Regions from separate parts of the Sus scrofa genome. Here all the other regions are linked to region 1. A link is a contact called in public HiChIP or PLAC-seq data. All regions are on one chromosome and are shown on one strand. Each heading gives the region's core, a stretch centred on a gene start, on an enhancer-like site or on the middle of the called end of the contact. The rest is flanking DNA. Distances are from core to core; before and after follow the strand shown.

Region 1 (2,879 bases), core at 97-2,596:
TTTGGCCACATTTTTGGAAGGGGGACCCATTTGCTGAGTTGACGGACAAAATAGCAGGCACTGGGTTTTCAAATACTATTCTCAGATTTGCAAAGTTGTGCTGTGATGAATAAATAATGAATCAGATATTTCAATCTGTTATATGATTTTTGAAAGCCCTGATTATCATTGTTTACAGTCTCTTTTCAATGCACTAGCCAAGGGTTCTTGTCCTGCCTTCCAAGGGCAGCTGACATGGGCCATACTCCCCTACCTACGTTTACTTCCTGAGAGCTCTTCTCACATTTTAAACTATCAACCAACCTGTATCTTCAACTCTACAATTTGAGGACAATTCCCAACCAGAGGAGATAAAATCTTGAGCAACAGATGACCAGCAATGGTCACCACCACTCCAGGCTAAGGTTTCTTATGTTTGATCACTGAAGACACCGTTTAGCGATGGGTGGGAGAGAGGAAAGCATGCTACACCTAGATGGGCAGAAACACAAAAGGCGCTGGTGAAATCCAGAACAAGGGGCATTTTTCTCATTCACAGACAATTTTAAATGTGTACACGCAAATAAATACCTGATGATAAATAGTAACACGGGAAAGGAGGAGGACGCTTTAAAAAATATCGAATCCTCAATATGCTATTAAACGTTTCCCCAAGTTTTTTGGAAATCAGTGTGATAGAACTAAATTTTCTCCCACCCAAACACCGCTTAACTCATCTGTCCCTCACCCCCTTCTGCCTCGGAAATAACGAAATAACCAATTGGAGATCAGGAGAAACAGTTTTCACTCCAAAGCACAGGTAAGAAGTGAAAAGGAAAGCGTCCTAGGACTAGCGGGTGGGACTGAAATAACAGGGCTGAGTAAGCAGTCATAGGGGAGTATTTTAAAATTAATAGTCAGAATCCCTACGGGGGTGGGGGGCGTCCCCGTGCCCAACCCCACTCCATTCTCCGTTTTGGCTTAAATTTTTTTTTTTTTTTTAAAGGACAGGAGGAGGGAAATTACTTTTTTGGTTTTGCTTAGTGCATCTTCATTGGATTCTCTCACGGAGCACTGAGCCTGTCGGACTCAAAACCAAGTTCAATAAAACACTTAAGAAGAATAGAGAAGAATTCTGCCCGCCGGGGCAGCGCCGCCTTCTCGGAGGTGCGGAGGGGGACCAGTTAAGCCTGGCACCAAGGAGCCGGGGAAGCACTGGGCCTCCCGCCACGTGTGCGTGTGTCAGCATGTGAGTGTCTGTGCGCGCGTGCGGGGTGCGTGTCCGTGAGGGTGCGTGACAGTGTGCGCGTGTCGGGCTGTGCGCGCGCTGGCGTGCGCGTGCAGGCGAGGCTCTGCCCGGGAGTCCGCGCGAGTGTGAGCGGGAGCGCGGCGGTGGCGCGGAGCTGTCTTGGCCCTGCGGCCTCGTGGTTCCTCCAGCTCAGCGCCGCAGAAGTGGTTAGGTCTCGACTTTGTGACCTCGACGTCCCCCCTCCGTCCCTTTTTTTTGCGCCGGAAGAGGTGTAGAACTACCTCCAGGCGCTTTGGACGGGACCGAGCAGGGCATCGAGGGCTAGCGCCGCCGCGGACGGGAGCTGGGGCACATCGGCCCCGGGGAGAAGACGCGCGGTGAGCGCCCGCAAGCCCCGGAACCGCTCTCAGACTCTCCGGCTCTCGCAGGCTCCGGCACCTCTAACCCGACGCTGGGCGCAGGCTCGTCGGAGGCTCGGGGCGAGTGGGTCGGGTTCCCGGGCGCGCGCTTTCGGGTAGGCGAGCGCTCCTTCCGTCCGGGCCCGAGCACCTCGCTACCGACCCCTCCCTGCGGCCCAGCCGGGCCACCGGAGTCCCCAGCTTGCGGCTCGGGGCCAGACCCGACCAAGGGCGGAAGACCCGAGAGGCAGGGAGGGAAGACCAAAGAGGTAGCCAGCCCCGAACAAGGAATCCTTAATTACAGATTAAAGGCAAGCAAAACCGTACACCACATTTTCCACGTGTCAGCTGATGGCAGGGACAAAAGGGAGCACAGAATGTTGGGGGTGAGGGGAAGGTACCTTCTCTTTTTTTTTTTTTTTTTTTTTTTAAACCCACCTCTCCCTCTTTATCATCGGTGCGAATGTAAAATACATTAGGTAGTGACTTTGGGTAGGTGGTGCCTGGGGCCAAATCGCAGCTGCTCGCTCCTCGTGTAGGAGGACAGTTTGCTGACGCGCCCAGAGGTCTGGGGAACCTCTTGGAAAAAAAAAAAAAAAAAAAAGTGCTATATATACTCCGAGTACATTTTGCTTCCTAAAACCTCATTACTTACACATTTTTAAGTTTTAATATTTAGTGCTTAAAGTGTAGCAATTCATTATCTTCAGTGAAATACTATAGGGCGCGCGTGCGCACGTACACACGCACTTGCATATTTTGTTTTGCAATTTGCAATTTTGTAGATTACTTTTTCCCCCGCCCGGCCTGCTATTACAAAAATCTAGGAGAAAAGCCAAGCCGATTGAAAACCAGGGAACATAGCTGCCAGCACCAGAGACCACCAGGTACCCTATGCCTCTGGGCTCTAGAGGAAAAAGGAGAGATGTATGCATTGATGCCTTTACTCTTAATTCATTATGATCACAAAACAATCTCTACCGTGTGCCTGGGATTTAATACACCAGTTCAACTCCATGACGTCTTAAATTCTTCACCGAGGGTAGAGAATTGTTCAGAAGCCAAAGCTCACTCTGTGACCAATACCAACCCCTAGTTCTGTGCCCTCAATTTCTAACACTGAAATTAGAGCGATGACCTTTGAGGGGCACCCTGAGCCACCAGGCATTGCACTCACTTTTCTGTATTTTCTTCCTCTCGTTGCTGGGTCAGTTTGAGAAACAGGAATGTGGGATTTCTTAATCTGTTTACTG
Region 2 (2,879 bases), core at 207-2,706, 450 kb after region 1:
ATTTAAAGCAGTTATGCTAGACAAATATCTAGGCACTTTTTTTTTTCCTGGAGTTTTTATGCACATAAGCAAAGGAAGATAAACTGTTACATAAGTGTAACTATGCAAGCATAGTTTTTATAACTGAACTTTGAAAAATATTCAGGTGACAAGTTCAATCAGATAGAAATGATTTATATAAGCTGTTTTCTTAGAAGAGTGAAATTCCATAATCTAGTATCATCACCATTGCTTGATCGTGTTTGCTTATTCTCATCTTCCTGATTCAAAGAGAATAAAGCCCATAAAAAAGAAACATAAGAATGTTAGAGAATATCCTGTTCAATAATTTTAAAAACAAATATGGTATCAGGCTTTATACAGGGTGGTTCCAGGTTTGTAGGGCTAGTTGTTGGGACTTAAGGCAGACCATAATACCAATCTGCAGTCAATGCTCCCAGGGGGACAGAAAGAACAGTTTTGATAAAACATTTAGGGGACACTATGAATGAATCCTATTCCATCATTTTAAGGATTTAAGAAGCTATGCTAACCTGTTCAAGATAGTTTTTATTTTTAACACAAGTAAGCCAAAAGAGGCAGGGCAGTTTTAAGACTTAGCAACAAAGATGCAACATATCAAGAAGGGATCATTTTTATTGTGTATCTAACATTTTAGTATTAATCCAGTTTCCTTCGTATAGATATGCATACACATTAGATGCTTTTTTGATTTTCCTTAAAACACTTAATTAGATTTCATAAACTAGTAGCAGCTTGTAAAAACAGTCTAAGTAATTGAAGATGTTATGTGACCAACGAAAAAATACACGCTCCTTTTACTATGACTTGGATCCTATATGAAGAGAAAAAATTTCTAAGTAAAACTAGGTAAAAAATGGAATTAAAATTGCTGAGATGTTTAATACTGTATAATTAAAATGCTACAATTTCATTCACTTTTTGTGGAACATAAAGATGAAACTAAAGTCAAGTTAAAGTGCAAATAAAATTTCTAAATTAGAAATTAACACACTCATTCGATCGTGAACATAAGACTATTAAATCATATTAGAAGAGACCATCAAAAAATCATTTAGACCTCAATTAAAGCTATTACCATTAAAAGATCTGCATCTTCAAAATGCCATGAAAAATTAATAATGATTGCCAATCAAAGCAATATCGTTTCTCTAAGGGGTTATTATAGAAAGAAATCACTTAAAACCAACCCCCCACCTGATCTGTGCCTGGCTTGTGCGTCACCATATGCCGCTCGAGCTGGGTGCGGTAGGCAAACGTGTAGCTACAAAGAGGGCAGGAGAAGTTCTCCTCATTCTTCTCGTGGCGATACTTGATGTGCTCCTTCAGCGATGTCAAGCGCTTGTAGCCCCGGTCGCAGTAGGGGCAGGTCAGCAGTTGGGCAAAAGCATCTGGAGTTCCAGGTGGCAGGTCTGTAGCCGAGAGACGAGAGGGAGAGAAGCGGGCCAAAAGGTCAGTAAATCAATGGCAGCTAATGGGCTGACTGCCCGGGATGGTGTGACAGGAATCACTGCAATCTGCTCCACGAGAGTGCCATCATCACACGTGGCCTCCCCGCATGCAGGTCCCCTCGCACACCCAGCACAGACTTGTCGGAATCAGCTCACACTGCGCTGGAAAATTAATTAATTACTGGAGCGTTTGGGGGAGAATTTAAACAGCTGATAAATGAGGAAATTCTCTTTAGGTGACTGACAGTTCGTAGCAAACCTTTAGTCACATGTGACCCAGGAATTCACAGAGTGAAGGAGCTTTTCAGGTGTCCCCGGAAAGAAGAAGGAAAGGTCAGGGTCAGTATTTCTAAACTTTTTTTTTCTCCTCAAAAGTGAAATATTTTGGAAAGATAGGAATCAATTTAGATATTTTTATCTCTTAGAAATAGGCTCTAATTGTTCTTGTTCTTTATTGGATGTACAGATGACACAAATTTGCTGACAAAAAAATTTCACAATACCCTAAAATTACAGTTCTAATCTTTGCTCATGAAATTCCATGCCTCTGCAGCTGTTCTTCAAATTTTAAGGTAAACACCCAGGCATGTAGTGCATTTGTAATTGTAACAGCTGCAGAGGTCAGCATCGTGGCTAAAAATGAATTACAGCCTCACCATTTTCTTCCTGCCCATTGGCCTCTGGCGTGCCAAGGCGAGACAGCTCCTCAGGGGCTTCTGGGTAAATAATGGCTGTGTCACTGCGCTGAAGGTACTCTTCGATGCTGACTGCATGGCCATCTCGTTCCTCCAGTTTTCTTTTGGCAAAGTATTCCTCAAAGTCTGATGTGCAATTTGCATTCTTAACTGAAACGGTAAAAAGGAGACGAAATGTCTTCTCAAGGCCTTTTTCCTAGAAACCCATGACTGCCTTCATCACCATAAGACACATTGACTTGCAAAAAAGATAACCAGTACCTAGCTGATTTGTAGGAAGTGTTGAAGATGACCAGTGACTGACTGAATGCTTATTCTCATAATATATGCCAAAAAAGAGGAGAGGACACTTTGCTTTAAGTTACATGGGCATATTTTATTTTCCTCTTCCTGGAACACTAGTCTGTGTGAGTCACAAAGAATGAAAGAAAATTTTAAGTATTTTTCAGGGAAAATTAACAAAAAAAGAACTACATTCCAAGATCCGAAAACATGAGAGATAGCGTGAGCTCAAAGCTACTTTAATGGTCTATATAAAACTTCCTTTTAAGAAAGGTATATTTAATTTTTTATGGTCCACTAAACTTAACATTCCTCTAACCACATATACATCCTGTTGCCAAATATAAGCTTTTAACCCTTCACTCTCTGAACATCACAGACCACTAGGATTATACAGTCAGAGAGAGATGCAAAAGGAAAGATAACCCTA
Region 3 (2,879 bases), core at 193-2,692, 400 kb after region 1:
TTGCTGCTCCTCCCTAAAAGGAGCTACACATCTGTGCTCAAAGACCTCAGATTTGCCCATGTGACTTAGTTTGGTCAACAAAATAAGGGCAGATGTCATATGTGCCACTTGTAAGCAGAAGAACAGTAGTATCTAAAATAGGGAGAGTTCCTTCAACACAGCCCCCAGAATGAAGAGAATTTGCTGCAGGCCCCAGCAGACCTGCAGCCCATGTGTAATGTGAACCAGAAACAGATTTGGTGTTATAAGCTACCAACACACGGGGGCTGTTTGTTACCACTGTCCACCTGGCCTAAGCTCGCTAGGCTTAACTTGCTTATTAAACCATTAAATGGCTTTCCAGCCTTATGTTTCCTCTCCTCCTCAGCTCTTGCTTATCCAAGGCCGCTTAGTTGAAACTAGATGGACTTTGCTTTCAACCCTTGCTCTACCGTTATTTATCTGTGTGACCTTGGGCAAGTTACTTGACCTCTCTTCTCATCAGCTCATCTTAAAAATGAAGCAATTGAGACTAGGATATCATTTTGATTAGAGAACTTAATATCTCAACCTTGACTGGCACAATATAAGCACTTGATAATGGTTTTCTCCCTAATATTTTTCTTCACCCAAGAATGGTAGAATTAAATATTTATTTCAATTTTTTGTTGTTTTTGTTGCTGTTCTAGGTAGTTCCCAGTAAAGCTTCTAGCTTCTGTTTTTTACTTCAAAGATTTAAGAAATTTGATTACTAGTCCCAAATCTATTCTATGCTAACAGTAGGAAACTTAAGTTATGTTGTTTTCCTATTCTACCTCTGAAGTACTTCTAATGCTTTATTTGTAATTTCACAATATCCTAAAGTTAGGAGCATTTGTATTCCTGCCTCATTCTCATCCCCATATGTTATTCTCTAAGGTCTGTGAAAGTAGCGACTATATTTTACTCCTTATAACTGTGCAGAACCTGCGATACTATCTCCTATGACAGTTAATAGAATCAATAAATATTTACTCGTTATGCAAGTAAAAATGGTGAAATTATTTTAAGGCTATTTAAATACAGGATTTTTTTTACGAGTACATGCCCCACTGATTTATCAAAATAGCAGCTTTATGTCTCCATTTCCCAGAGACAGACCTTCTTGGAAGAGATCTGACCCGTTCCCTTCACAAACTCTGGCATGTGCCTGAGTGAGGCATGTGGAGCAAAGGTTCTCATTTAAAATATTTTCTCAGGGTTAGAAAATAGCAGTTGGTCACTTAAAAACTGGAGGCTCTGCTTTTAAAAACAAATGCATCTTTGAATTGTACACGTCCTTGTTTTTAGCAGGACTCCAGCTCCTAGCTGACTTCTGTTTGTTTGTTTTCTCTGGGAACCAAGTAGCTGTACTACACCCAAGCATGTATCATTTCACGACAATGACTCAGAAAGCAGTGCAGATGTCATGGCTTACCTAGTCCCTAAAAAATGCCTACCATGCAGGAAATGAAATAAGGTTCCTGGACTCAGCAGAAATGGGGTGAGGATAAAGAGGCTGCTTTGAATTTGTGGGCTTTCCCAGACTGCTTTGGAAACATCTCATGCAAATCCAAACAGTATCTGGGTCACAGATAGTTTTTGACCAGTAATTTCTGAATATACATTTAGTCTTCTAGTACATAAAGGGGTAGTGGCCCTGTTTGGAAAATAGAATAATTTGTATAATTGCCTTTCTACCAATGAGGATTTTTCCTTTTTCATAACAGTCTGTTATTCTAGGAACCATTTTCAAGGCTGAAAATGTTATTATGCTGAACAATAGATAAAATCAGTCATTTGGTGCTTTTACCAGCAACTTCAATACACATGATCTGTTGTATCTGAATGTCTTTTTTGTCCCTGTATATAGAGAAATTTAGTCCAGCACTTTAAGAAATAGCTTGCTGGAAACGTGAATTTTATCATTGTATTTGACAAAACATTTAGTCTATAACTCTTATTACTTTAGAATCCTGTCAAATACTATCTAGAAACTTTCTCTTTAGTCTTGGTTGTAACAAACCAAAAGTACCTAGAATTCTATGGGACATAGACTGTCAGGAAATGTTGAGAGTGCACCATTTTGTGGGGAAAGCGGAGACTTTTACAAGAAGACTTCACTATGCAAATAGAGAAAGACTTAAGAATATGCAAATAAAAAAGATTTAAGAATGAGGAAGGATTTAAGAAGAAGAGAGAAATCGACATGCAAAGCAAATTATTTCATACTCACTTTGACACCCTGGTTTTGTATGCAATTCTGAAAACGGGGTTATTAAATTTCTGCCATGACAGAGAAGATTTTTGGGGGAAATCCCAAAGATGACCACAGCCTAAAAATGCACAGCTTAGAGGGGAGTTTCCAATGGACTTGGCCTTTGGCCAAGCTCCAGGTCATTCATTCAAAGTACCCCCCACAGTATAACTAAATGCTTGCCCTGGTCTAGCCTGGCATTTATGCATAGAAAAGAGGAGTTTGCACTAAGAATCCTCAGGCAGGAGAAATGAACTGTGAAGGAGTAAGTTTGAGTCACATTAAGGAGCTCAACTAACATACTGCTGAAGGTTACCAGCCGGCCCTCACTGAATTTGAGTCTAAATGTCATAGCTTGCTCAGTTTTGGCCCCTGTGAAAACCGGCATCAACAAATGACTACTAGATTGCTTGTTATTCAGTACAGTTCTGTCTCTTCCTAATTTGTGGGGAAGGCAAAAGCATCATCTGTAGGCATCTTTTAGATAAGCAATAGATGTACAAAAAGTGAAAAAATTTTTTTGAAGATCAGCTTTCAGACCTCATGGCATTTTGACACCGAGTGTTTTACTGCCATTTCATTTCCCACCATCGCACATCAAGTAGAGTGTAGAAGTGTTTTATCC
Region 4 (2,879 bases), core at 160-2,659, 400 kb before region 1:
ATACAAGAAGGTTGTATTGGAAAATATGAGCGGAGGCAATCAGTACTTTGTTATGTAATCCATGCGATGGTTTGAGAAGTGTTTGGGAATCTCTGGGGATGAAGAGCCTGATATAACCCTATTTTGTCATTTCTTTTTGGAGCTCCCTCTCCGAACACTGCAGCATGGTAAGATGATTGTACTTGGCAACTGCTGCCAGCTTTGCTCTGAACATCCTCTGAGACTCTGTTTTGGGAGCTCTCAGCTGCAATACAACTATCTATACTTGATGTTGATCCCTATGTAAAACCCTACCAAAAAAGTGACAACAATTAGCCTAGAAAGTTGTTCATAATAGCATTTCTGCAGGGTAATGACTCTCCTTTAGCAATGTTTCTGAAATGTTACTCTCCCAGCATTTCCAAATTAAAAAAAAAAAAAATCAACAACATGTAATTGTAACATGGGAATACCGCGAGAACAGTAGTTTGGCAGAAAAAGGAGATATTTCAAAATAAGATCCCTAGCAAGAAAAATTCTGGCAGATTCACAATTCTGGATCATGTTATCCAAACCATTGTATTCTGGAAGATTTAAGGGTTTTTCCTTTGTGGTTCCCATCCCTTAAAAGAATGGTAGTGGATGTTCATCCTCCAAATTGTGTTTCTCCCCCCTCCCATTACTAAAGTTGGAAAATAATATACACAGGGCATCCAGTACAATAAGCATTCCGAGGTGTTTTAATACCATAATGGCTGTGTCAGGCACAAAACTTGTGTTGGACTAATGCCTATTCTTATATGTAATGATATTTATTGAAGATCATCTTGAAAAGCCCAGGATCCTAACTATTATATGATATGAGCAACTTTAACACCAATTAAATCTCTCCACTCTCTAAGAATGGTACTTAAAGCTAATGCCTTTGGCCTTTGAGTATGAGACTTAAATTGCATATTGTTATTCAAAATTGTTAAGCTTTGAAAAATATTCCATTTGTTTGGGCTTTAAAGAAAAGATCATCTGTCAGTGGGAAAAAAAAATGGAGCATAAAGGAAATAAAAGTAAATTCTAGAACACCTGGAAAGTTAATCCAAGTTAAGTTAACTTTTCATGGAGGTGAAAATATGTAGAATTAAGAGTGATTCCTCTGTAAATCAGATTAAATGCTTTGGAATTTAAACCCATATCTCTTTAGTCTCTTTTTATTTTTAAATAAAAAGTTTAAATGGGACTGGGAAAAAAAAAACTGCTCATTGGCTTAACATAAATCTTTAAATTGCAGTAAGCTTCACCCTCAAAAAGTAGTTGAATCTCTGAGGAAAAAGAAAAGGCTGAATTCTATTTTTCATAAATGATGGATTATTGTACCACACTGTGTATTTTCCAGTAAAGTGTCCTTTTATTTGCACTGTGTGATTACAAGTTTCTAAAAGTATGTGTGGGGTCATTTGGGTGCTGTGGGAAAGTGGAAGGAACACTGTTCTGTTAAAATCAGTAGTGAAATCAGAAGCAAACTATGTCCTGATTATCATAGGCATGTGTTTAAATTTTGCTTTCCTTAATTGGTTATGTTGTATTTACTTAAAATGAACAATTTGGCAAGTTTTTCTCCCTTGACAACAGAAAAGCGTAAACTGTTTTATAAGTTTGGCTGTTAAAATCAGATTTGTAAACCACAATATTCAAAGACTTTTACTGCTGTTTACAGGGGCCCAGTGATGGACTTTGCTTTATAACCATGCGCTTTTTACATTTTTAGTTTGTATTTATAGTGCTTTCAAGTTATTTGGTTAATAGAAAGTATGCCATATATTATAGCCATCTATTGACTTTAACTTCTGCATAACTCTCCTTGGTACAAAATGAGCAGAATAAATGATGGCAAAGGCCTTGTAATTTGACTTGTCATCTGAGGACGATTATTTATGGCATCAGGAAATGGAAGCTGACTCTCTAGTCTGTCTCCAGGAAAGTCATCATTAGAGGCAACTTTGGAGAGTTTGGTTATGTTAAAAACAGTATAATCATATCCAAGACTCTGCTAGTTTCTCAGTTTTGTAAGAGAAGGAGTCAAGCTAAAGTGTTTAAAAATATACTTTCATTTTCCATGAAAAACTAGTGCACCTTACATACATTTCTCACACGTGGAACCAGATGGTAGTATTAAAAGCAATATAATATACATATACACCTCTCTAATTAAGAGTACTATTACCAGCGTACCTAACGGGTTCCAAAAACCTATAACTCACTCGATAATTATTTTCATAATCTCACATTTATATTGTGTGTGTTTTAATTTGCAAATGACTTTTTAATCATATCATTTTAACTAGTCAGTAAATGACAGAAAAATACCTCCTTTGGCCCTGCATTTCTTGACACTGTGTCATGGAAAATGACAAGATTTTGAGGTGAGACTAGATATAGAAAACATTACCTTTGGTAACCTGTGAAAATTTAGATTGATTATTCTGTATCATTTCACAAGCAGACTTGAGACCAAAATTTCTCTGAGGCAGATTTTTTCTTGAGGGATATTAAGTGTTCCTTTAGCTTCCAACACTAGAACTCAGACTCATGGGGCTTTGATACAGCTATAAGTTGGAACAGATCACATCATACATAACCAGTCCCAGACTAAAGTTGATAGGATAGCATTTAAGCATGGTATATTAAGATGCTGAAAAAGACTCTTCCAATCATACCATTTTGAATCAATTAATGCCCGATATTCATGGTCCCATAAAAGCAGTTGTGGGCATGTGCTATTTCTCCAAAATGACTGAGGTCAGTTCCACCTCCAAAATCCCTTAGTCTCTTACATTCATACTCCATACCATGCTGTATTATTACTACATCGGTCATATGCATTTTTATCCACAACAGTTAATTCC
Region 5 (2,879 bases), core at 119-2,618, 360 kb after region 1:
CAGATTTTATATTTATTAATAGCTGAAAAAAAGTTTCTTTAAAAGACTAACAAGAGTTCCTGCTTTGGAATAGTGGGTTAGGAACCAGTGTTGTCTCTGCAGCAGCTCAGGTCACTGTGGAGGCACAGATTCAATCCCTGGTCCAGCACAGTGGGTTAAAAATCTGGCATTCACTCATCTGTGGCATAGGTTGAGTTGTGGCTTGAATTTGATCCCTGGCCTGGGAACTTCCGTATGTCATGGGTGCAGCCAAAAATAATAAAATAAAATAAAAAGAGTAATATTTTATGACAAGTGAAAATTATATGAAATTCAATTTTCAGTCTCCATAAAGTTTCATTGAAACATAACTGCTCATTCATTTATGTATTTTTCTATGGCTGTTTTCACACTACAATGACAGACTTAAGTAGGTGCAACAGAGACCATGCCACCCATAAAGGTTAAAATATTTACTATCTGGTGCTTTTTTTTTTTTTTTTTTTTTTTTTTTTTTGCTGCAACTGTGACATTTGGAAGTTCCCGGGCCAGATATCAAACCCGCATTACATTTGCAGCCTGCGCCACAGCTGCAGCAATGTTGGATCCCTAACCCACTGTACCACATAGGAACTTCCTTTAAAAATTGTTTAAAAAAAAAAAGTTTGCTCACCCTTGGCTTAGAGAGTATTTAGTGGTTAGGTTATATGATGCCAAGTGTCTGCTACATGAAGAACGTGGGTGTGACGACCTAGTTGTTCCCCTGCCATACTTTCATCAGTTGGTTTAACAAATATTTCTCAGGCAGGTGTGTCACTTCAGTGTAGACAGCTAACTATAGTCACTTTGCTTTCCACTTTAGCTCAGCCTTGCCTCAATCCAAAGGGTCAACAATGCTCTTGAGAAGGAAGAAAACAAGCTCAACCTCAAGTTAAATTCTAGTTCTCCAAAGCTGGTCTTCTCTGAGTCCCCAAGTTCTTCTGGTTCTGGATTTCTGCTTTATATCCACCATTCTCCATAACAGGCTTCCTGTGGGACACCTCTCTTAAAAGTCTATATTTCCTATTAGAGACCCTAGGGCAGCAGGATGAGTCACAGCACTCCTTGACTGAACTGTGCCAGCTGATTATCAGTTCTATGCCTGCCCTAACAATCACTCTACAACATGAATCTGTTTGGGGTCCCTGTGAATAGCTTGCATGTTCCACCACTCTCCTGGCTTCCACTACTCTTTCTGATCATAAATACCTCTGAAGTTCATCAACTGCCTTTTACATTAAAACCTTTGGCCTATAAATCCATAAGTTCAACCTCTGCAATTGCCTTCTATTTCTTGAGCTCAGTTCATGCAATAACCAAACAGAGGAGCACAACACAACAAAACTCTATAAATGGATTTCCCAACCTAGGACTAACCACTTCTTATTTTTTAGCAACTGCTGTAAAAGGGAATATATCACCCCCAAGCAGCATCCAAAACATCCCTTCTCCTTTTTCCCTCCACCATAACTGCTTCATCTGAGACTGTTGCCCCTTCTACCCACTTAGGTTATCCTAGGTGCCTAGGATACTGCACCTCCAGAACATTGCTTCACAATGTCTCTCTTGCTTCTAGTCAAGCTTTAACATTCATTTCTATTGTAAGCGGGAAAAGGGGGTTTCTTGCCACTGTTGCACTGCAATGGGGTAATATATCTGGCTAGACTTCTAAGAGTATAATTCAGAATATAATTCCCCACAGAAAGCTGTTAATAGTCCACAACAAGGCTATTCCTATACTATTAATGGCACTATAGAACCCATCTGTAATTCATATTATATTGTTGCAAAAATGACTAATTCACAAACTCACTCATAAGTTGTGGATTTTCTAGAAAATAGCTATGAAATGTCAGGAAGACTTTACAGTAGACAGATTAGCGTAGTATAAAGACTTCAGAGAAAATAGCAGTTTATTTTCAGCAAAATGAACTTCACTACAACCCTGAAGTAGCTTGCTATGGTGAACAGGTCTTAAAACTGCATGAATAGCTCACAACCAAAAGAGTGGTATCAATAATGAATACACTGACTGGAATGACCACTGACCACAATCTCAATTCTTCAAGGCAACCATATAAGTAGGTAGCGTCAATCTTAAATAAAAATGAAAATCTTTATAAAAACACCTTTGCCTGCATGGGAAATGACGGAGAACTCCTGTGACATACCCTTACAACCAGGAAAAGAAACTAAAGAGATGTTGTCCATATTCCAAAGAAATAGTCAAAAGATTAAAACTTGAGAACTTTATTCATCTTAAAGAAACAGTTCTCAAACTTCCTAGTATCAGGACTCCTTTGTGTTCTTAAAATTGAGGACTCTCAAGAGTTTTTGTCAATATGAGTTATAATTATCAATATTAACCACATTAGGAATTAATGAGAAAATTTTAAATATTGATTCACTTTATATTTTCATGACATTTAATACAGTAAATAATTTATGAAAAATTATTTCTTACACAAAAAAGCTTAGTGATAAAAATGATACCGTTCATAACTTTTGCAAATTTCGTTCATGTCTAACTTAACAGAAGACAGCTAGATTCTCTTATCTGCTTCTACACACAGCCCACTGTGATACACTGTTTTGACTGAACTATATTTTTAAAAAATAGCCCCAGACAAATATGTAGTGAGAAAAAAGGAAGTACACATTAATACTAATAACATATTCAGATAACTATGAATGTTCTTCTTTGTTACTACACCAAAACTTGACAAGTAGGAGTTCACAGGTTAGCTGTGATAACAAATCTAAAATCACAGAAGCTTTTGGTATTATTACTTGCTTTTTATTTTTTTGTTGTTGTTTTTTTTGGTTTTTTGGTTTTGTTTGTTTTCACACCTTATATCTTT

Evidence for each region. HiChIP or PLAC-seq counts read pairs in DNA pulled down with a chosen protein or histone mark.
Region 2: an H3K27ac HiChIP or PLAC-seq map of skeletal muscle shows a contact between it and region 1, with 3 times the contacts expected there. The contact joins two enhancer-like sites. A contact is called at or near these places in 2 of 2 datasets of contacts at active chromatin or transcription factors (alveolar macrophages and skeletal muscle).
Region 3: an H3K27ac HiChIP or PLAC-seq map of skeletal muscle shows a contact between it and region 1. The contact joins two enhancer-like sites. A contact is called at or near these places in 2 of 2 datasets of contacts at active chromatin or transcription factors (alveolar macrophages and skeletal muscle).
Region 4: an H3K27ac HiChIP or PLAC-seq map of skeletal muscle shows a contact between it and region 1, with 4 times the contacts expected there. The contact joins two enhancer-like sites. A contact is called at or near these places in 1 of 47 Hi-C or Micro-C datasets (skeletal muscle) and 1 of 2 datasets of contacts at active chromatin or transcription factors (skeletal muscle).
Region 5: a contact with region 1 is called in an H3K27ac HiChIP or PLAC-seq map of alveolar macrophages. The contact joins two enhancer-like sites. A contact is called at or near these places in 1 of 5 promoter capture datasets (liver), 4 of 47 Hi-C or Micro-C datasets (alveolar macrophages, embryonic fibroblasts, fetal skeletal muscle and 1 more) and 1 of 2 datasets of contacts at active chromatin or transcription factors (alveolar macrophages).

The regions. Positions count from the first base shown.
Region 1 is chr15:8,057,493-8,060,371 of Sscrofa11.1, reverse strand. The region is part of intron 12 of GTDC1 (glycosyltransferase-like domain-containing protein 1); the gene reads right to left. Among named protein-coding and RNA genes, the nearest start is that of GTDC1, 330 kb to the right of the region's middle. Within about 2 kb of position 1,346, at least 62 of the 83 cell types and tissues checked have an H3K27ac peak or open chromatin away from gene starts, as enhancers often do. A contact at or near this core is called in alveolar macrophages and skeletal muscle, where this site is marked.
Region 2 is chr15:7,610,583-7,613,461 of Sscrofa11.1, reverse strand. ZEB2 (zinc finger E-box-binding homeobox 2) reads right to left here. Exons shown (of 10, transcript XM_021076506.1): 5 at 2,129-2,317; 6 at 1,219-1,433. Among named protein-coding and RNA genes, the nearest start is that of ZEB2, 110 kb to the right of the region's middle. Within about 2 kb of position 1,456, at least 8 of the 83 cell types and tissues checked have an H3K27ac peak or open chromatin away from gene starts, as enhancers often do. A contact at or near this core is called in skeletal muscle, where this site is marked.
Region 3 is chr15:7,657,009-7,659,887 of Sscrofa11.1, reverse strand. No RefSeq gene overlaps it. Among named protein-coding and RNA genes, the nearest start is that of GTDC1, 71 kb to the left of the region's middle. Within about 2 kb of position 1,442, at least 22 of the 83 cell types and tissues checked have an H3K27ac peak or open chromatin away from gene starts, as enhancers often do. A contact at or near this core is called in alveolar macrophages and skeletal muscle, where this site is marked.
Region 4 is chr15:8,453,706-8,456,584 of Sscrofa11.1, reverse strand. The region is part of intron 8 of ARHGAP15 (rho GTPase-activating protein 15); the gene reads left to right. Among named protein-coding and RNA genes, the nearest start is that of ARHGAP15, 360 kb to the left of the region's middle. Within about 2 kb of position 1,409, at least 13 of the 83 cell types and tissues checked have an H3K27ac peak or open chromatin away from gene starts, as enhancers often do. A contact at or near this core is called in skeletal muscle, where this site is marked.
Region 5 is chr15:7,695,285-7,698,163 of Sscrofa11.1, reverse strand. It overlaps a transcript of GTDC1 not described here. Among named protein-coding and RNA genes, the nearest start is that of GTDC1, 32 kb to the left of the region's middle. Within about 2 kb of position 1,368, at least 3 of the 83 cell types and tissues checked have an H3K27ac peak or open chromatin away from gene starts, as enhancers often do. A contact at or near this core is called in alveolar macrophages, where this site is marked.